7 separate regions of the Mus musculus genome follow, and regions 1, 2, 3, 5, 6 and 7 are each linked to region 4. The links are chromatin contacts, called in public HiChIP or PLAC-seq and promoter capture Hi-C maps. All regions are on one chromosome and are shown on one strand. Each heading gives the region's core, a stretch centred on a gene start, on an enhancer-like site or on the middle of the called end of the contact. The rest is flanking DNA. Distances are from core to core; before and after follow the strand shown. Region 1 overlaps Slc30a5 (solute carrier family 30 (zinc transporter), member 5). Region 2 has its middle 24 kb from the start of Cd180. Region 3 holds the start of Ccnb1 (cyclin B1). Region 4 holds the start of Pik3r1 (phosphoinositide-3-kinase regulatory subunit 1). Region 5 holds the start of Cd180 (CD180 antigen). Region 6 has its middle 2.8 kb from the start of Gm41046. Region 7 has its middle 7.6 kb from the start of Gm41040.

Region 1 (2,784 bases), core at 196-2,695, 960 kb before region 4:
TGAGTTTACTTCAGAGTAATCTTTACTGCTTGCTGCTATTATTCAACTAAATGTTTAAACTATCCTTTATATGCCTCTATGGAAAACCATGTTTTTCCACGTGCAGCTTGTCATTGTGATTGTATACAGCCTTTCCTTTTTTAACATTTATTTTTATTTGATGTCATTGGTGTTTTGCCTGCATGTACGTTATGTGAAGGTGTCAGAGCACCGGAGCTGGAAGTTACAGACAGGTGTGAGCGCCATGTGGGTGCTGGGAATTGAACCCAGGTCCTCTGCAAGGGTAACCACAGGGCTCTCAAACAGAGTTGATCACTGCGTGAGACTTTAGTATGCCTCATTACTGGCTCCATTTCCCCAGGTCCCAGGCCTCTAGAGCACTGACAGCACAAGGCCGATATTTAATGGAAACAAGTGAGCGCCTCAGCTCAGGAGCCAGCTGAAAGGCAGCACAGTACTCCCCAAGGACTCACCCCTCATGTTCGCATTCATGCCTCCACCCGTGAAGCCGTGGCTGTGACCGTGATCATGGCCGTGTCCATGTGCATGGTGTGAATGGCCGTGATCAGAGTGGCAGTTTCCTTGAGAAGCGCCATGGCCATGGCTGTGGGCGTGGCTGAAGGCACAGATACCAATAAGGTTTACTATCAGCCCTCCGACGGAAACTGGCTAGCAAAAAGGAGAAAAGAAAAGCTTTAATTTTAAAGCTTAGAAAAAAAGTTGCTATTTAAAAGTTATTATATAGCTATATGTTTTTCTACTGTGACTTTAGAAACTATTCATAGTAAACTTCACTAAATTACCCAAATAAATCTATAATGCTGAAAATGTGAATTGTAAAGTATTTTGGAAGGAACATTCTAACTTTCAGATACCAGAAAAAAATGGTACAAGGATTTGAACTTAAGTGATATAGAATGGCAAATCCTGGCTGGGCATGGCGGCACATGCCTCTAATCCCAGCATTCAGGAAGCAGAGGCAAGTGGATCTCTGTGAATTCCAGGGCTACCTAGTGAGACCCTGCTCAAAACAGACAGACAGGCACATCCTTGGTCCAACTGTACAACTTAACCAAATCTCCAAATTACTTTTAATGATTTGAGAATTAATTGTTTATTTTCCTACTATAGGTCAATACTAGAGGGCTGGAGAGATGGCTCAGTCATTAAAAGCACTGGCCAGCTCTTCCAGAGGACCTAGGTTTAATTCCCACGATCTAAATGGTGGCTCACAACCATTTATAACTCCAGTTCCAGGGGACCCTATGCCCTCTCAGCCTCCATGGCACTAGGCATGCTATGTGGTATATATATACATGCAGGCAAAATGCCTTACACATACTTAAAAATCCAAGTGCCAGCATAAAAGACTTAATGATACACAACTCAGGGTCTTAAAGATACATCTTAGTATGAAGAATGACTGACTAAACAGCAACCTCAAGTCAGGGCTGCTAAAAGGAGATACAGCAGGGATACTGACAGGAAGCACCTGGGAAACTGTGGGGATGGAAGAGAAGAGTGACTGTTAGGGCAAGTTTCCAACAGAACAAAAACAAGCAAACCTCCAAGGGCTCATAAGGGCAGAGTGAAGGAAAGGACATCCACAGGGCCGGGGACAGGAACAACTAAAGGTGTTATGATACTTATATAATCTATTGGGGAAGTCTGTACAATTTTTATATTCTTCTCTGATTTTATCTTTAAGAATGTACAAATGCCCTCAGTTATTTAAAAATATAACTTTGAAAAAAATTAAGTCATAAAGGAACCTGTATGTTTTATATATGTAATATAACCTTATATTTGTCTAAGATCTTTGAGAAAAGGATTAATTTCTTTCTTTCTTTCTTTTTTTTCTTTTTTGGGTTTTTCGAGACAGGGTTTCTCTGTGTAGCCCTGGCTGTCCCGGAACTCTCTGAAGACCAGGCTGGCCTCAAACTCAGAAATCTGCCTGCCTCTGCCTCCCAAGTGCTGGGATTAAAGGCGTGCGCCACCATGCCCAGCAAGGATTAATTTCTAAGAGTCTGCAGTAACAATGTAAACATTGTAGTCTTTGTTTATTGTCGAGGCATAAATTTTAAGATCTCACTGTGTGCCTGAGCTATGAATGGTACACACTGCCCAATATGCAGTGTTTGTTCTACATACACACACTTATGATAAAGTACAAGTCAGGCCTAGGAGACTAAAAGCAAAAGTAATGGAATAGACCCACTGCAACAATGCAATGCACCAAAAAAGCCAGAGTTCTTCTGACCATCTCCAAAGTGCTGGGATTAAAGGTATGTATGCAATCACTTAAAACCTCAAATTTAGAGCTGGGTGTGGTGGCGCACGCCTTTAATCCCAGCACTTGGGAGGCAGAGGCAGGCGGATTTTTGAGTTTGAGGCCAGCCTGGTCTACAAAGTGAGTTCCAGGACAGCCAGGGCTACACAGAGAAAGAAACTCTATCTCAAAAAAACCAAAAAACCAAAAACCTCAAATTTATTTAAAGGATTTTTCATTTAATAGACCATGATAAACTAGTTACCAAAACCACAGAAAGTGAAACAGTACATAAAGGAGACAGTGCACTAAGAATGAAGTTATGCTGATCTAAACAAAATTTAAACTATACTATATGGTAACTAGCTAACCTTGGTAAGGAAAAGCCGTCCAAGTGGAAGCTTAAACAGGAGAAGGAAGACTTACTGTCAGCATGTTTGTGTCTAGTTCCGGAGGATCGATCAGTCTAGCCACTGATTCCATAAACACAAAAAATGCTATCACGATCAGAAAAA
Region 2 (2,700 bases), core at 67-2,566, 950 kb after region 4:
ACAGAGAGTGGAGCAGAGGCTGACCAATACAAATGCAGATGCTCGCAGCCAAACCTTGGACTGAGCACAGGGACCCCAATGGAGAAGTTAGGGCAAGGACTGAAGGAGCCGAAGGGTTTTGCAACCTTATAGGAAGAACAACAATATCAACCAACCAGACCTTCCAGAGCTCCCAGGGACTAAACCAACCAAAGAGTACACATGGCTCCAGCTGGATGTGTACCAGAGGATGGCCTTGTCTGGCATCAAAGGGAGGGAAGGCCCCTGGTCCTGTGAAGGCTTGATACCCCAGCATAGGGAGATGCTAGGGTGGTGAGGCGAGAGTGGATGGTGGGTAGGAGGAGCACTCTCATAGAAGCAGGGGGTAATTTCCTAGGTAAGTCAAATTGCTAGGTTGTGGAATTATCCTAGGTTGATTGATGTGGTGAGAGAGGACATGACCTTCTGGGTGAGTGCTAACCGTCACTTTGTGCTACAGGAAGACAATAAGACTGCTAGGTAGTTCATGGTTTGGGGTCTGGAATTCTGGCTAATCATATAACCTAAGAACTCTTGGTATGGGTTTGTTGTTGTGTTTATTTGCTTGCTTTATACATGTGTTGGTTGTGTTTTACTATTTCCTATGTTTGCTTTCTAAAAATATCTTTAAAACATAGAGGCTACAACAAGGAAGTTTTAATGTAGGTTGAACCGTGTATGTATAAGGTAATTTAGACAAGGATCAAAGACATCACAGAATTAATGGTTAGGGGTGGATATCAGGGCCTCCCTTGGGCTAACTTAGAGCTCCACCACTGAGCCATACCCTTCTAGCCCTTAGGTTCATTCACAGCTGCATATAGAAACGTTTCAATGGCTAAATAAAGGGCAAAGAGAGCTGTTTGGAGAGTTGCGCCCTCCGTTCAGTAGGATTCTTCAAGCTGCTTTACGATGTAAGACATCTTAGGGCAGCCAGAACCATGCTTTTCTGTGCTTCCTGCTAACAGGATCTGCATCGACCGCAATGGTAGCACAGACTGGTTTGCAAAGTTACCAATGTTTAGTTATCCTTTTAGTCCTATCTTTAGTGAAGGAAATATATCTCTGTAAAGAACATTTCTATTCACCTTTTCTGTGCCTAGAAGGAAAGGAAAGACTACATTTCTGAATGTTCTCCCAGGGAAAGAACTAAGATGTATCCTGGAGTACCTTTGACCAAATACACTAAGTGGGCTTTCTGTATGTGTTAATCTCAGCAGATGTTGGTCTGTAGGCCTGAAATTTGATTCCAGCCAACAACCTTAGGGCAATAATGAGGAAGATCAGTCCAGAAAGGGGAAGGGTGATTTGACACAAGCCCTTGCTAAGATGAGGAAATTGGAAAGGGCAAAGAAAATATACACTGAGTGAGGCTTTTAAAATAATGAAAGGGCCCTTAGGTGCTTGGGGTTGTTTTGACAAGTTCTGTCAGCCCGTATTGACATTCTCTGTCATGGGATAAGTTATCTTCAGAGGACTGTAAGAACCAAGGCCCTTTGGAGTGGTGGTTCTCAACCTGTGGGTGAAGACCCTTTTAGGAACCAAATGACCTGTTTGTTCACAAGGGTCTTATATCAGATGCCCTGCATACCAGATATTTATAGTATGATTAATAATAGTAACAAAATTATAGTTCTGAAGTAGCAATGGAATAATTTTGTTGTTGGGGGTCACCACAGCATGAGGAACTGTATTAAGGGGTTGCAGCATTAGGAAGTCTGAGAGACAGTGCAATGGAGGCTCTGTCTTTTAACTGCAGGAGAACTTAGGAATGCTTTTGCTTTGGTGCTCAGATGGCTGAGATAGATAGAAATTTATGGATGGAATTTTTCCTAGTTTCCAGAATCCTCCTGACGTCTTAAGAGTCTAGCTGTAGCAAATTACATGCGGGAAATTTATGAACTGTCAGATGACTTTTTTTCAGATATTAAAAACGAAAACAGGCTTTTTATTAATTCTGATTTGATTGTGTGTTTGTGGAGAGAGTCTGGCAAGATAAATTGCAGCCTGACTTCAGGACATGTTCTAATTACCATTGACTGGAATAGAATACGAGAAACTGTTTTGAAGAGAGAAGACATCTATTTACTTTTCTCATTGGAAAAAAATGTGTAACATGTTTGACTAGCTGGAAAATACTGAATAATAGAACCTATTCATTTATCAGGTACCTGGCTGCCCATGTAACACATTCTAGTAGCACCAGGAAAAGATGATAAATGGAATAAGTAGAGTTCCTCTGTCACAGAGTGTCATAGAAGAAATGTGTTTATATACACTTTAAGCAATAGAATATGAAAAATTAGTAATTACCTCAAGCGCTGAGAGGAAAGAGGGTTGTCCATTCACAGTTCTGTGTTATGTTGATGAATTACTGATGAATGGGTGAACTAAATTCACAGATTTCATTCCTCTGCTCCTTATTTAATATGCATGGTGCTGGTCTCAGCTTAGTGGATGACAATGAACGATCTCTGGTGGTGGAACATCTTGGTATCATATAGTAGAGAAAAGTGGTTCTTAGGTCTCTTTGTAGTCATAAAGACAATTGTTTTGTGAGGAAATGTTTCTAGACTGTCAAATGGTGTGTATCTGAAAAATGCTGATACCAAGTATTTTCAACTGTTCTATAAGCTTTGGGCGCAAATGAGTCTTACTAAGAGTAAAATGCTAATAAATGGT
Region 3 (2,866 bases), core at 57-2,556, 980 kb before region 4:
CAGAAAAGAAAATGATTTATGCCCACATCCGTGTCCCAGGCCAGCCAGGAGTACATAGTGAGTGAGACTCTGGTGTCTACATAAAACAAAAAGCCCCACCATATTTATCTGCCACCATTTGACGCAGGGTGCTAATACTCACCCCAGAGTCGTTAATGCATGTAAAATGTTTTTGCTAGCCACTCAATAATAAGTAATATATTTAAATGCTGTCATGTGCATCAACGTGAAATGAAGTCAGAGAGAAGAAACAAACTTTTAAAAAATGCAAGTTTACCAAAATAGGTTCAGGAGAAAGCTTCTCTTCTCTAACATGTTCAAGTTCAGGTTCAGGCTCAGGCTCAGCAAGTTCCACCTCTGGTTCACACACAGGCACCTTCTCTACAGGTTTTGGTAGGGCTTTAACAGTACCTTTTCCAGTACCTAGCGTTTTTGCTTCCTGTGGATGAAAGGGAGAGAACAGAATGTTTTCCCAAGGGTGACAGCTAGAAGATGGGCCTTTTCAGGTTAATTGGGCTAGGGAGATCGGTACCCTTTTCAGGGCGATAGTTACCCTTTTCAGAGGCACTCTTGCCTGTAGCTCTTCGCTGACTTTATTACCAATGTCTCCAAGAGCAGTTCTCGGTCTCAGCCCGGGCTTGGAAGCAGCAGTAACTGTCACAGGCACACGCTTGGCGCCTGCCATACTGACCTTGGCCTTATTTTCTGCGTTAATTTTCGTGTTCTGAAAGAAGTAAAAGAACAACTTGAAAAGGGTCCACGGCAGCAAGCAGGCAGCCCCGAGGAAGTCACGGGTTAATTAAGGCGGGACCTAACTAAGGAAAGCAAGGGTGGTAGGATCTAGCCTCCAGCCGTGACAAGCAAGTTTCCACCCAAATCTTTCACCTTTAATCCAGTTTCCCCTTAAGTCCTAAGCCACCCTAAACATGGTGAATTTACATCGGAAAGGATGCCATAAAAGCCTCCGTCGTAGACAGCTCTCCGGGAAGGCGAAGAATTCACCCTGGGCCTTCACCATTAAGAGCACAGCACCCACTCCCCACAAGTCCTGCAGCCCAGATAGGTCCAGAGGTCTTTTTCACCCTCCATAAGGTGGGTCCTCAGCTCCCCGGCCTCGCCGGAGCCCTCCCGGATCCCCCTCCCGCTCCGGGATCCCGCGGTCTTCTCCCGCCGCGATCACCGCAGCGCCTGGCCCGACTCACCCTAGTGACCCTGAGCGCCATGGCTCCTCCAAAATCAGAGGTTCCCCGATTCGAGAAGACACCCTAACCTCTGGCTATCCACAGCTAAACACTAACAGCCGTTCCTCCGCAGCACGCCGGGAGGAGTCTGCCGGGCTTAGGTTTAAACCCCGGGCCGCTCGCTCCTCATTGGCCAGTTCGTGGCACTCGCTCTCTTCCCATTGGCGCCGCGGGTTCCCGTAGAATGCGTTTCCTGGGCGATCCCGCGATCCCAAGTTCGGCGGGGGTGGGGCGGGGGCGGGGCCAGAGCGAGGCTGCCGCTGGCAGCACCGCCCACCCCTCGCGAGGTCAGGCTCTATGCCTGCGCACAAGTCGCATTGCTGCCACCTGCCTTAGGTAGGCATGGCGTGCAGTGCTCACTTGTGTGCTGTCCAAGCTAGCCCAGGCGACTCCGTTGGACTTTAGGAAAATGACTGTGGGGAGTACGCATATCAGTTTTGCTGTTGTCCTATTTATTGTTTCTCATCCTCTTCTATAGAAGTGCCAATACTATCTTAAGAGTTCCCGAAAGCTTTGTTGCAGAGACGGTCTTTAATATGACTGTTCCAACAGCTATCTGGGATGGATTTTGAGGTTGATAGCATGAAGTTTTAGCACACATACACATAGTAAATGTTTTTTGTTTTGTTTTTGCTTTTTGTTTTTTCGAGACAGGGTTTCTCTGTATAGGCCTGGCTGTCCTGAAACTCACTCTGTATACCAGGCTGGCCTCGAACTCAGAAATCCACCTGCCTCTGCCTCCCAAGTGCTGGGATTAAAGGCGTGTGCCACCACCGCCCAGCTGTAAATGGTTATTATAAGCAAATAGATTAACATACCAAGCTCCCCAATAGCGACTGCCCCAGTGATAAAAGAAAATGTGCCTTATGCTTAATTTTGCTCTAAGTTTAAGATTACTCCAAAAATATAGTTTTGTAAAATCTTATTTAACAAAGATCTCTATTGCAACTCTCTATCTTTCTATGTCAAACTCCTTATTAAGGCTTATTAACTTCAGTGAAATTTTCCACATTAATTTTCAGTAACACTAACGCGGATTTATTTATTGACCAGGATCTCTTGTAGCACAGGTTGTTGGCATTCCTTCTATGCTCCGCCCAACAGTTACCTAGCAACAGCCAGGTAGGCCTGGCTTGCTATAAAAAGGACTGTTTGGCCTCTCCCTCTCTCTCTGACTCTGCCCTCTTTTCTCTCTCTGTCCCTTTTCTCCCTCTCTCCCTTCTCCCTCTCTTCACAGGTTCCTGGCCAGCTTCTTTTCTTCTTTTTCTCCTTCTCCCTCCCCCCATCTTTTCTCCTCTCTCTCTTTCTCTCTCCCACCCCCCCTTCTCGTCCCTTCTCTTTCTCTGTCTCTATTCACTTCTCACCTTCCTTTCCCATGCCCCCAAGTAAGCTGTTCTATGGTAGACCCGTCATATGGCTGGTACCTGGGGTGAGGAGTGGAAGCCTCAGTACGGGCCCACTGAGGGCACCCCCTCCCACCACACCATCCTGTGCTCTCTAAAACATATTCTTGGTTTTATAAAATGCATCACAGGTTGTTGAACTTCATGTGTAACTGAGAGTGACCTTAAATCTCCTGCTCTCCCTCCCCTGCCTCCTCATTGTTGAGGTTACATATACATCTT
Region 4 (2,812 bases), core at 218-2,717:
TAACCCTACCACCTAAAACTTGAAACTCGATCTCACTGAAATGACAATCTCATGCTACACTTAAAACCCGGAACTGCTTCATCCTTTCCTATTTCACACTGTCTGACAAAGAGGAAAAAGACAGGAAAAGAAAAGGGGGAAAATTAAGTCCTAAAATCATGAAACCCCTAAATAAAGCATAAATTCACACCAGTACAGCAATAGAGCCTGCAGCTTCTTCAAGAATTAACGGTGGAAGTGAGACCTTTCCGGTATTACTAGCGCCAGGAGCAGAATTCCCCTGAATACAGTGCCGGCACACAGCATTCAACATGTCACAGCCACTCCGCTCACACCCTTGCGTTATTGTGCGCGAAAGCTGGTTACTAAAATGCATTTCTGTACATGCGTGCCTGGTCAGAGCGTTTCTATTCTCTTTGTCTCGTGATCTGCCGGGCAGTTTCTGCCTTTGGGAAGGAAGTAGCTTGCAGACAATTCCCCCAGATATTTTAGCTCTGGCTTGCACGCGGGCCGGTTCTCCCTGGCCGGCAGCTTAGTGCTGGGCAGGTCCTTCCAGGGTCGCCCCGCGTTAGGAAAAGCTGGATTTCCGGGCGGTGCCAGGATCCCACTCATTATGCCTCCAGCAACCTGCCCAAGCCCGGCGGGCGCCAGACGCCGAGCTAGAGCCCCAGCCACCGACCGCCCCGAGGAGCACTTCCCCCACCCCGGAAGAGGAGGGAGGCAAACTTCGGAGGGCGGGGGCTGGGGGCGAGCTCCGGGGACCACCATGGCCCAGCCTGGCCGGAGACCCCGGCTGGGGCTCCGGGCCTGGAGGGTACGCCGCGCTAACGCAAAGGCAGCGATCCAGGCACTCTCCTCGCGCGCTCCCGGCTTCGGAAAGCTGCAGGGCGATCGGGGACCCTCGGAAGCGTGAGGTGACGGAGGAGGAGGGGAGCCGGTGACCGCTGGCAACTCCAGGACCGAACGCTCCGGGTAACGAGCACAGCCCGCCCGGGGTGGCACGAAGGAAATGAGAGCAGGAGGTGGCTGCGACCAAGCAAGCTGGTCACTGGCCGGAGAAGGCTTCCAAGTGGCCGAGAGATGCTGGCGACTGGGAGCTGGCAGCCTGCTCGCTTCCCCTTGAGTGGCTCGGCAGCAGAAGTGGCTGCCGGTGACAGGAAGAGCAGCGGCCGTGCGCGTTCGCACCGCTTCCCCCTCCCGGGCACACCGGGACCCGCCGCCGCCTACCTCCGGGTCGGCTCGCTTCCTTCCTCTGCCCAGCCTGGGCTTCAGCGGCCTCTGAAGCTCCCAGCTCCCAGGCTCCTGCGATCCAGCTGCGACCTGCCGTCGCTTCGCTGTCCCGGTTCCTTGGCTGCACAGCCGTCCTCACCGCTACCGCTGCCGCTGCCGCTGCCGCTGCTTCCTCCAACTCGGCTCCAGCTGCTAGCTACTCCTCTCCCTGAGCGGCGCAGCTCCAGCGCCAGGCGCCAGCCCCACCCCGGGCCCGCCCCTGCGCCCCGCCCCCAGATACACACCAATCAACGCCCGAGACCCCGCCCCCCAGCGCCCGAGCCGCGCCCTCCGCCTCTGCCAGTCTCCGGGAGGGCTACCAAGGTCTAGGAGCTACGCTCTGTGCTGCCGACCCTACCCCGCACCCCTCGCTGCCCTCGCCCCCGCCCCCGGCTCGGGGATGCCCCGGGCGACTGGACGGCGCGCGCCCTCCGCTACGGAGCGCTCTAACTCTGCGTGCTTGGGGCTGGCTCGCCTGCGGGGCGTCGCCCAGGCCCGAAGCAGGGAGTTCAAATGGGGATGGGGGTGGGGGGTGGGAAATAAGTTCAGGCCTCTCTGGAGCCCAGCCGGCTGCCTGCGAGACCCTGCCTCTTTCGAATCCACTAGAGCTTCAGGACAGTGGCTGGGTTCAGGAAGATGCAGATGCGAGGGCTCGCCAAAGCGGGGAGGCCCTGTAATTCCTGGCCTTGCCTGCCCAGCTTCCCTAGTGGTCAGAAAAACCGCGCCACCCGGCGTGGCACTCCCGGGGTGAAGGAGGGGTGAAAGGGTGAGCTGGAGCAACGAGTGCCCGCCGCCTGCAAAAGCCTGGCACGGCTGCCTCCAGGAACCAAGGCGGGATCTAGAGGAAAAGGAGTGTTCTGTGAGGAGGGCGCATACCGGGTGATCTCTGGCAGTCCTTGCAAGGCAGAGCCTATGTAGGTCATTCAGCCAGTCCACCGCCTTCTAACGCTTCTGATAGGCTGGAGAAACTCAAATGAAGTCTATGGTTTGTTAGATGTAAAAATGTAGATCCTTGGAGTAGAAACCACTATGGAAGCTGCTCAAGAAAAAAGTGATAATGGCTCAGCCTTCCCAGATAAGAAAGGATGATAGCCCCGTGTTTTGTCTTCATAAAAACGTTCAAGAACTCATGGACTTTTTAAATTTTGCTCCCAAAATATGTCTTATTTTGTAGTTCAGGAACCTGTAGCCACCCACCCTTCTTGCCCTAAAGATCCCTTTTGCAGCTATTCTGGCAACAAAATGCTTTTTCTTAACCAAGAACTTAGTCTGTTGTCAAATTCTAAATTTGGTAGTGTATTACTGTGAGTTTTGGAAGCAGAGGGAAAAAATGAAATTCACAGTTTATGTTAAACAAATGCAGTCACGTTTAAAGGTGACGCCCATTCTAAAAGAAGAGATCTCAGTACACAATTCAGGTACTAATGTTTCTGGTACTCTTGGTATCTAATAAAGACAAAAGCAGGCTGCTACCCACATCACATTTAAGAATTTGCCTACCCATTGGACACGCAAACTTTATATGCCCCAGTACAGGGGAACG
Region 5 (2,700 bases), core at 193-2,692, 930 kb after region 4:
GCTTTAAGGTTAAGAAAGCGTTTTCCTACAAATGATCCCTTTTGATCCTCATAACTACCATGTGATATAAGCACAACAGCCCCAGTCTTACAGACAAGAAACTACATCCAGGGAACTGTGGTGTCTTTTTTGGAGGTCACTCAGATGGCCAGCAGTGGACCTGAGGCTTAGCCCCTTTGGTTCCTCACTGTGAGGGGTGCCTTCTGTGAGGTAAAGTGCCCTGCCATGCACCTTTATTGGCTTAGATCATGTTTTGCAAATAGCATCTTCAGAGGTATGCTTGTTGGTGAGGATGGCATTTTATGGAACGCCTCGTTACTGAGAACATCCCTAACGAAGCCCAAAGGAGAAGCTTTTCCTGCCCCTGTTCAGCCTCTGCTGAAAGAGAGGAGTGAACATCCCTTGTCCTGTCTACTATTCAAGTCTATTCAATTGTTTTAGAAGGCAACACCAGCTATCCCCCATATATCAACCGGTTCAAGGTCAGAAAAGACCTGTGGTAGCTAAGTTCACTGGGTAAATGCTTGATCTTTTTCTCTCCCTGCCACTCCTTGATCTTCCAAATAATTACTGCCCCTATTGCTTTTTTCTCCCCTCACCCCCTAGAAAGGATTTCCTGTAACCTGGGCTGGCCTCAAACTCCCTCTGACCTTGAGTGACCTATCTTCCTGCCTCTATCTCCGGAATGCTGAATTTCTGGTGGGTATGCCCATGACTGTTTGTTGTATGGGATGCTGGGGATCAAACTTGGAAGTTTAATGCATGCTAAGAAATCACTCTAACAACTGACTTATTCAATGTCAAAGCTATTTCTAAGGCAAAAGGGACCCCAAGCTGATATACTTATTTCTGCTCCAGCTGTCTTGTTTAACTTTGAGCCTTTTGTGAAACCAGACAAGGGGCTTTCACCTGAGCCATTTTAACAGTCCTAAGTCACTAGGGTGAGAGAGAAAGTAATCTGTCCACAGAAAGAACAGCAGTGGTCCAGGAAGCAGATGAGGTTCACTCAGCTAGCAGGACCGTTGGGCCTATCTCCTTCTGCCCCAGTCCCCAGTGTCAAAGCCCTCAGGTTTGCTGCAGGAAAGCACTCTGCCCTGCTCTACCCTTCTCCTAACCACTCACAGGGACAGCTAGAAGAAGTGGTGTCCATTGTGAGTGCAGCAAATTCCTACATCCACAGACTCTCACAAGGATAGAGACTAGAAATTGGCTAAGTGGCCCAAACCCCTTGAAACTGGCTTCAACGCAGTGGGAAGCATCGTAGTGAGATTCTAGAGAGCTGCACAACTCATCCGTGTGTTTGACAGGAAATGCAGTAGGCCATCATGGGGTAGGGCTCTTAGTTATTTTTGGCCAAGATGGTTGGTATGCAAAAAGAACTTCCCCTTTTTTTTTTTTTTTTTTTTTTTTCCTTTTGCATGACAGATCCACAAATGCTGAGCAGCTCCCAGCATTTCGGTTCTAAGATCGACCTTCTGAGCACTTCATTGCCTGCCAAATTGCCAGGGCTATTAGAGTGTGATTAGATTGCTTGGCTCTGAGCATTAGATAATCCTACGCAGCTGGGCTTGCTCTGGACCTGGGATGGCTCCGGACATCAGCTGCTTCTTTTTAGTGGCCCTCTTCTTGGCCAGTTGCCGAGCCACCACATCCTCAGATCAGAAGTGCATTGAGGTGAGTCCAAACTATTTGTCTCTACCCAGCTGCTGACACTTGCTGAAAAACTTGAGATATCGTATACAGATTCATCTGAGCTTTGGCTCGCAGTCTCTACTGTCCTGAAAAGGACAACGGGAGATATCATCAGGGGTTTGGTGCAAAGAGCAGATCCCCTCAATCCTGATGCCTAAAGCTGTTTGTCCACTGTCCTAGGACATGGTCACTCCCCACAGAACCCTTTGGTTTCTTAGCTGTCTTGAGAAGGGCTAGTAAAGACAGGCTCATGCCAAGATTCAGAAAATTTATAAGGATCATTGTGAATACAGATTGATCTTCTCCTCCAATTAGACAAACCCTTCCATCTGTAGGACTAACCAACCAGAGTAAATCTGAGACCCGAGGCAACTCAAACCTTCTGGTTTAAACTGTAACAATATTTATCAATGCATGGGAAACCATGAAGAGAATGGAGAGAGAGAGAATGGCCTCGATCTTTTGCCATCTTAAACCTCCCTACCACTGTCCTTGACCCTGGCCAGTAGCCAGTCCACGTGGGCCTGCTTGACAAATGGCGAAGACAGAAAAGACTGTGAGCCTTGATGGCTCGGTTAGCCGCTTTCCTACTTGGAGACCAAAAGGAGAATGTAGGCCAGGGATAGCTAGAAGTCAAGGGTATAAATTGAACCCAAAGCCAGGACTGGAATAAAGTCTGGAGCAGAAATAAACAGAAGCTTGTTAGCCTTGGATTTGGGTAGACTCGGGATGCTCCCAGACTGAGCAGAAATAGGATACCAGGGAAATCCAAGGCAGGGATGTTATATTAGTTTCTTTGGGTTTCCAGAAGCAGAGCTTCAGAGTGAGGGATTTTACACAGTAGGAATGTATTGTTTGTCGTTTCTGGAGGCTGGAGATCCAGGATGGAGGTAACAGCAAGGTTGTTTTCCTCTGAGGACTTTCCCTTGGCTTATCGTTGGTTGTCCTCTTGTGTCTCTCCCCATGCTTAAGTGTGTCTCATTTTCTCTTATTGGGACATTAGTCATG
Region 6 (2,929 bases), core at 8-2,507, 900 kb after region 4:
GTTACCATTGTTTCTGAGCTAAATTTGTGTGGTGTTTTTCTTCTCTCAGGAACTTGACTGGGTTCCAGAGACAAAAGTACGGCGGCAAAGCAAGGGTTTGCCTGATGTGCACCACAAAGGCCTCGGGGGCTTTGAAGCATGAGGCTGGCATGATAGCAACCCAAAAGTGGGAACCTAGCGAGCTGGGTGGGGAGATTGTGGAGGTCTGAGTCAGAGTCTCCATGAGATAATAGGTTGGCCATTGTCGGCCAGTGCATGGCCAGCCAGCCCCACAGGGCAGAGAGTTGCCGGCAGTAGAGCAGGAAACCTGCCGGTCATCTCAAGAGATTTGTTTCTACCAGGTTGCTGGATGTTGTGGCGGCTGACCACAGGGTGGACGGTTATTGCATGGGGCTGGCATGGCAATGATCCAAGGGAACTCGGGAGCTCCGGCCCAGAGAGATTACCCAGAGAGAGATCATGGAGACATGTAGCCCCGCTGTGTCTATCACTAGCGAGGGATCGTGATGGTCTTTTTAAAATATTTCCTGCAACGTATGCACACACACACCCCAATATATACATATACCACACACACCATAATTCAAAGAGAGTAAATTACAATAAAGTGAAAATTCTCCCATTTACACCATACTTACACCTCAGTTTATCACCTCGGAAATAACTTATCCATTTTCTTGTTCATCTTTCTATATTTCCTCCTCTTGCAAATACACACATATACACAGAGAGACAAAGGACAGAGACAGACAGAGAAACAAACAAACAAACAAAAAACCCAGAGGGACAGAGGTAGACAGAGAAATGGAGAAACAAAGGAAGAGACAAAAATTATATATATTATAATTTATATAAAAATTATATTAAGTTTATATAAAAATTGTAATTACATAAAATATATGTGGTATATATTACATATATGTTGTTTTTCATAGGAGCAAAAGAACACAATGTACACTTCTTATACATCTTAGGTATTTTCTTTAACAGCATTCTGTGGTTTATAAATCTAAGTTAATAGCTCTAAGTCCCTTAGAACAGTGCTTGAACCATAGCAAATGCTAAAGCAATGTCCCCTCACATGGGGGAGGTCAAAGAACAGACTCCAGCATTCGAAACTGTTGGAGCGCAGAGATAAAAACCAACACGGTTCCACTGGACAGGATGGACAGAAGCCCGGAGGATACCCCAGAGACTACACTACTACCCCTCCCAGTGCCTGTGTGGCATTTGGGAAAAAAAATGTTGCCATCAAAGGACACACTTCCTCAAATGAAGTCACACTTTCCTCTCTCTGGTATGGATACATCTAAGCTATGCATAGGGAAGCAAGTCTTCGTGGTAGATTTTGCTGCAGCCACGATCAGAAAATGAGAGCTGACTTCTGCACTTTAATCTGTTACATCCCAGTAGCAATGTTAAACTCACCTACAAAGAATGAATGGTGTTAAACCCCCAGTTTGTCCAAAGCTTGCTCAGGTCCACATCAAGTCACAAATGTTTCTGAACGATAATGAAGGGGGAGAGTCTCAAACTTGGTTCTGGTTCCAAACCTGTCCACTGAGGTCCTCTGACTGACCCAGAACTCATAGCAGATGTAAATTCTAAGGCTAATCAGAGCAGCTGCCAGGGCAAGGCTCAAGAGGGGGCCACAAGCAGTTTGTTGGTGCAGACCATTTTGCCTGGTGCCGTGAGGAACATTCTCTGTCCACACAATGTTCAGTTCCCCAGAGATGCCTTCTCGTTTCTTGGTGTAGAAACATGACAGAGGCCTTCCACTTGCCCAGGCCACCTGACCCACAATGCACCTGTCAGACTCAGCAACCAACACAGCCTCGGGGTAGGATGTGGGGAAGGGCAAAGGTTTTGAAATGTGGAGCTATTTGGGTGTCTGAGGAATTTGACAGAACTTGTGACTGCTCCGTTTGGTAACTTAAATAAACAGGAGTCGTTCCAGAACAAATAGCGGAGTCCATTTAAATTCACCACTCCCCCCTCTCCCTGCCAGAGCTCTTTGTTTTAAATAGGCATCGTTTGAGTGTTCGTGGGTATGTGCACGCACTTCTAACCAAAGGTTGGGAGAGATGCCAAATGGTAGCCCTCCCAATGCTATCAGGGAGGAAACAAGAGATGCCTGACCCTGTGCTGTGCCCCACTGAGAGGCTTCTGTGGGGCAGGGACTAGGTCAAAACAAAGCCAACTACTGCAGACAACTGTTTTTGCCACCGAGTCTCCAAAGCCCTACAGCACCCGATACATGTGACCCACATAACTACACGGACACAGGGCGCAGGGGGCAAGCCTGTACTGCGACAGCTGCCACCCCTTCACGGCTCTGTATTGTCCCTGAGCCTGTTTTGCTCAAAGGTCCTGACAAGGAGAAAACTTGAATCCAGGAGGAATTTGAGTCATTTGGGGTGTGAGTATCTAAAGTACTGATGAAAACAAGAGACAAAAATGGGCCAGGTAGTTGATGGCTGAGACCTGGGGATGTTTTTGGTTCTGCCCTGCCTGACCACTGACTTTATCAAAGTGCTGTGGGACCGTGAATGACTGTCACTCTACTTCCTGAGTGAAAGCCCACCTGAGGCAAGAGATGACACCTCCCTCACACTTAAAGGCACTCTACCTTTACTGTTAATCAGCCCTCAGTCGGGCTACCAAGACCCCCACCAGTGCTGAGCTGCTGATTGCCCTTGACTGCTCCAACGCCAGGTCAAGAAGACTTGACCTTGGGATGTAACCAACCCCTGTGAACTCTGCATGACAACGAAAAGAGATTGACAGAATGACACCAAACACCGTGCGAAGACTAAGACCAGGGCCACCTGCTCGCTTCTATGTGTGGAAAAACTGGGGCTGGCTGCAGACCTGGCCTTGTTCCAAACAAGGATTGGTCTAAGGCCACTGCACACAGATGTAGAAGAGG
Region 7 (2,907 bases), core at 408-2,907, 900 kb before region 4:
AGAGGGCCCTGAGGAGTACCCTGGAGCTGGAGTTACAGACAGTTGTGAGTTGTCACGTGGGTGCTGGGACTCCAACCAATGTCTACCGGGAGAGCAGCCAGTGCTCTAACCACTCACCATACTGGAACCATACACACGGTTCTGGAATAATGGTGCCGTTTTGCTAAAGGATGATGTCATCTCTTTGCTGTTGCATCTGCTGTCCTAAGTAGCACAAAATCCACCTGGGCCAGAGAATGATCTCTCCAGCCCCCAAATCAATAAAGCCTTAAAAATATATGCATGAACTGAAAATCTTAAAAACATATTCTCTGTGTGTTCCCAAGTGTGTGCACATGCATGGAACAGTGTACTTTTCTTTTTCTTTGCTTTTTGCTTTTTCTTTTTGTGAGATTGGATCTCTCACCCACCTGGAACTCAGCAAGTATACTAGGTTGGCTGGCCAGGGAGCCCCAGGGATCCGCCTATCTCCACCTTAACAGCACAGGGAATACAAGTGTGCATCGCTGCACAAGGCTCTTAAAATGGAGGTTCTGGGGATTGAACTTAGATCCTTGTGTCTCACTGAGCTATCCCCTCAGCTCAATGTATTTTAAAACATTATTTCACCTCTCCAAAGAACCAGGGAGGCAAGAAAGAGGAGAATGTACTGGGCTGGTTTTGTGTCAACTTGACAGACCTGAAGTCATCAGAGAGGAGGGAGCCTCAATTGAGAAAAATGCCTCCATAAGACTGGGCTGTAGACAAGCCTGTCAGACATTTTCTCAATTAGTGATTGACAGGGGAGAGCCCAGCCCATTGTGGTTTGGGCCATTCCTGGATAGGTAGTCTTGGGTTCTATCAGAAAGCAGGCTGAGCAAACCATGGGGAGCAAGCCAGTAAGCAGCATCCCTCCACGGCTCCTGCCTCCAGGTTCCAGTCCTGCTTGAGGTCCTGTCCTGACTTCCTTCAGTGATGGATGTGTGCCGAATGAACCCTTTCCTCCTCAAGTCGCTTTGGTCACTGTGTCTCACCACACAGATGATTACCCTGACTAGGAGAGAGGCAAGGTGAGCAGTGTCACACAAGTGGGCCTGATTCTTCCTGGGGCTTCTCCTCAGTCTTGTTTCCTGGGTTGCTGTTTCTGTTGTGTGTCATTTCTCTGAGTACTTGCCTTCCTTTTCAGAAGGTCCTTTCCTGTGCCTCCGATGCCTGCATTCGATTTTGAAGCTGTTTTTCCATACTTGGATGGAACCCTGTATAATGATCCCTTAGTAATTCTTGCTCTCGTTTCTTATCAAATGATCATAGCACAAAGCTACTTCCTAACTTATCCATATATGCTTGCAATAGAGACTGCTTCAATTTGCATACTACTGGGAGTCAAAGTATGCTTTTAAAGGAGGAAAATGTTTTTATAATGTGAATAAAATCTGGGGGAGGGTTTGCTTTAACCTCGGACCCTCGAAGGTTTTTTTTAAATCAGAACTGGCTTGAGGACATGGGATGTCTCTCCATTATTCACACCACATTTATAAAATAGATTTACAAAACTCTTCCTCTCGGGATTTGGAAATGGATGTGCACTCCCCAGCATTTGTGTTGCCAAGGGAGCACACATCTGCCCTGGAAAACCTTCCTGCAGAGTAATGTCAGCAGAGACAGATGAATGAGCGTACACACGGTTCTGGAATAATGGTGCCGTTTTTGCTAAAGGATGATGTCATCTCTTTGCTGTTGCATCTGCTGTCCTGAGTAGCACAAAATCCACCCGGGCCAAGAGAATGAATTACAAGGACATCACGCTGGCAAGGTGAGATGAAATAAAAAATGGACAGTAAGATTTAATTTGAGAAGAGGAGAGCTTTGAAAAGATCCAGTTTGCAATGTATTTTTCTCAAGTGAGGTCTTGATCTAATTACCATATCATAATTTGCCATCATTTTGGACTAGCAGGAACGATGCAGATCTTACTCCTAATAACAGGATTGCTACTGGTACACTCGTAGGCCAGCAGACTATAATTAGGCACGTTGTAATTGATTTCCGTCTTTAAAGGGCACACTTAAATGCCAACAAATAAAGATGCTTTTTATCAGTTAAACCCACTCACTGTATTTCCACGTGCCTCAGGGTGACCTGGGAAATGCTGTGCTGGGTTTTCTCTGGATACTAAGAAAAGACTGTCATTATCCTGAAAATGGCTTTGTTCTCTCTCTCTCTCTCTCTCTCTCTCTCTCTCTCTCTCTCTCTCTCTCTCTCCCCTCTCTCTCATAGGTCAGGCTGGCTTCTGTATGTAGCCAAGGATGGCTTTGAACTCCTGATCCTCTGTGAACTTGCTCAAATGTTGGGATTGCAGGTGTGTACCAACATGCTCAGCCTTTCTTCTATCTATCTATCAATCTATCTATTTTTGATACAGGGTCTTATTACAAAGCCCAGATTAATCTTGAACTCATGGTCCTGTCTCAGCCTTCCACTGCTGGCTGGGGTTAGAGGCATGTGCCAACCATGACTAGCTTTCCACATTCAATCAAACATGGGTCTCCAACTTTCTTCCCTCTCTCCTTCCCCCTCCCCCTCCCCCTCTCTTCCCTGCAGTACCAGGTGTGGAGGCTAGGGCTCTACGACTGAGATAGAGTCCAACCCGCTCTTTATTTTTTATTTTGAGACAAAGTCTGATTAAATTGCCCAGGCAGGCATTGCACTCACTTTATGGTTCAGGCAGGTCTTGAAGTTGCTATTGTTCTTATTTAGCTGCCCAGGTAGCTGGGATTACAGGCATGTGCCAACAGTCAAGGCTTGCTCCCTGCCTCCCAGTGTCCAGAGACACAATATGTGAATTTCTGCGGAGGCACAGGTAATGGCTGGGAGGAATAAATACTACAGCTAGATTACATCAAAGAATCAAATTTCAAAGCCTGGATT

The links. Promoter capture Hi-C pulls out the DNA fragments that hold promoters and counts their contacts. HiChIP or PLAC-seq counts read pairs in DNA pulled down with a chosen protein or histone mark.
Region 1: a contact with region 4 is called in a promoter capture Hi-C map of pre-B cells, with 2.6 times the contacts expected there. The contact joins the enhancer-like site here to the promoter of Pik3r1 in region 4. A contact is called at or near these places in 3 of 39 promoter capture datasets (the 3T3-L1 cell line, the C10 cell line and pre-B cells), 5 of 115 datasets of contacts at active chromatin or transcription factors (the 230-238 cell line, embryonic stem cells and stem cell-derived neural progenitor cells) and 2 of 9 other capture datasets (adipose tissue and embryonic stem cells).
Region 2: a contact with region 4 is called in an H3K27ac HiChIP or PLAC-seq map of microglia, with 9 times the contacts expected there. The contact joins the enhancer-like site here to the promoter of Pik3r1 in region 4. A contact is called at or near these places in 7 of 39 promoter capture datasets (the 3T3-L1 cell line, cranial neural crest, embryonic stem cells and 4 more), 9 of 115 datasets of contacts at active chromatin or transcription factors (the 230-238 cell line, bone marrow-derived dendritic cells, bone marrow-derived macrophages and 4 more) and 1 of 9 other capture datasets (embryonic stem cells).
Region 3: an H3K4me3 HiChIP or PLAC-seq map of embryonic stem cells shows a contact between it and region 4, with 16 read pairs. The contact joins the promoter of Ccnb1 here to the promoter of Pik3r1 in region 4. A contact is called at or near these places in 7 of 39 promoter capture datasets (cranial neural crest, embryonic stem cells, hippocampal neurons and 3 more), 1 of 484 Hi-C or Micro-C datasets (embryonic stem cells), 3 of 115 datasets of contacts at active chromatin or transcription factors (embryonic forebrain, embryonic stem cells and stem cell-derived neural progenitor cells) and 3 of 9 other capture datasets (adipose tissue, embryonic stem cells and liver).
Region 5: a promoter capture Hi-C map of pre-B cells shows a contact between it and region 4, with 12 times the contacts expected there. The contact joins the promoter of Cd180 here to the promoter of Pik3r1 in region 4. A contact is called at or near these places in 18 of 39 promoter capture datasets (the 3T3-L1 cell line, the C10 cell line, the HPC-7 cell line and 11 more), 1 of 484 Hi-C or Micro-C datasets (bone marrow-derived macrophages), 14 of 115 datasets of contacts at active chromatin or transcription factors (the 230-238 cell line, bone marrow-derived dendritic cells, bone marrow-derived macrophages and 6 more) and 3 of 9 other capture datasets (adipose tissue, embryonic stem cells and liver).
Region 6: a contact with region 4 is called in a promoter capture Hi-C map of pre-B cells, with 11 times the contacts expected there. The contact joins the enhancer-like site here to the promoter of Pik3r1 in region 4. A contact is called at or near these places in 18 of 39 promoter capture datasets (3T3-L1-derived adipocytes, the C10 cell line, the HPC-7 cell line and 11 more), 2 of 15 datasets of contacts at CTCF or cohesin (large pre-B cells and pro-B cells), 13 of 484 Hi-C or Micro-C datasets (LSK cells, the Patski cell line, bone marrow-derived macrophages and 8 more), 37 of 115 datasets of contacts at active chromatin or transcription factors (the 230-238 cell line, the HPC-7 cell line, the NIH/3T3 cell line and 20 more) and 1 of 9 other capture datasets (pancreatic islet).
Region 7: an H3K4me3 HiChIP or PLAC-seq map of forebrain shows a contact between it and region 4, with 6 times the contacts expected there. The contact joins the enhancer-like site here to the promoter of Pik3r1 in region 4. A contact is called at or near these places in 8 of 39 promoter capture datasets (the HPC-7 cell line, embryonic stem cells, frontonasal cranial neural crest and 3 more), 9 of 115 datasets of contacts at active chromatin or transcription factors (astrocytes, embryonic forebrain, embryonic midbrain and 4 more) and 1 of 9 other capture datasets (embryonic stem cells).

What each region holds. Positions count from the first base shown.
Region 1 is chr13:100,808,611-100,811,394 of GRCm38.p6, forward strand. It overlaps Slc30a5 (solute carrier family 30 (zinc transporter), member 5), which reads right to left. Exons shown (of 16, transcript NM_022885.2): 12 at 2,696-2,784; 13 at 474-669. Among named protein-coding and RNA genes, the nearest start is that of Slc30a5, 23 kb to the right of the region's middle. Within about 2 kb of position 1,446, at least 6 of the 459 cell types and tissues checked have an H3K27ac peak or open chromatin away from gene starts, as enhancers often do. A contact at or near this core is called in pre-B cells, where this site is marked.
Region 2 is chr13:102,715,870-102,718,569 of GRCm38.p6, forward strand. No RefSeq gene overlaps it. Among named protein-coding and RNA genes, the nearest start is that of Cd180, 24 kb to the left of the region's middle. Within about 2 kb of position 1,317, at least 12 of the 459 cell types and tissues checked have an H3K27ac peak or open chromatin away from gene starts, as enhancers often do. A contact at or near this core is called in bone marrow-derived dendritic cells, bone marrow-derived macrophages and microglia, where this site is marked.
Region 3 is chr13:100,785,180-100,788,045 of GRCm38.p6, forward strand. Ccnb1 (cyclin B1) reads right to left here and starts at 1,307. Exons shown (of 9, transcript NM_172301.3): 1 at 1,203-1,307; 2 at 554-724; 3 at 278-439. The coding sequence starts at 1,223.
Region 4 is chr13:101,766,750-101,769,561 of GRCm38.p6, forward strand. Pik3r1 (phosphoinositide-3-kinase regulatory subunit 1) reads right to left here and starts at 1,468. Exons shown (of 16, transcript NM_001077495.2): 1 at 1,228-1,468.
Region 5 is chr13:102,692,116-102,694,815 of GRCm38.p6, forward strand. Cd180 (CD180 antigen) reads left to right here and starts at 1,443. Exons shown (of 3, transcript NM_008533.2): 1 at 1,443-1,674. The coding sequence starts at 1,585.
Region 6 is chr13:102,667,829-102,670,757 of GRCm38.p6, forward strand. No RefSeq gene overlaps it. Among named protein-coding and RNA genes, the nearest start is that of Gm41046, 2.8 kb to the left of the region's middle. Within about 2 kb of position 1,258, at least 32 of the 459 cell types and tissues checked have an H3K27ac peak or open chromatin away from gene starts, as enhancers often do. A contact at or near this core is called in bone marrow-derived macrophages, hematopoietic stem and progenitor cells, microglia and 2 more, where this site is marked.
Region 7 is chr13:100,869,969-100,872,875 of GRCm38.p6, forward strand. No RefSeq gene overlaps it. Among named protein-coding and RNA genes, the nearest start is that of Gm41040, 7.6 kb to the left of the region's middle. Within about 2 kb of position 1,658, at least 40 of the 459 cell types and tissues checked have an H3K27ac peak or open chromatin away from gene starts, as enhancers often do. A contact at or near this core is called in forebrain, where this site is marked.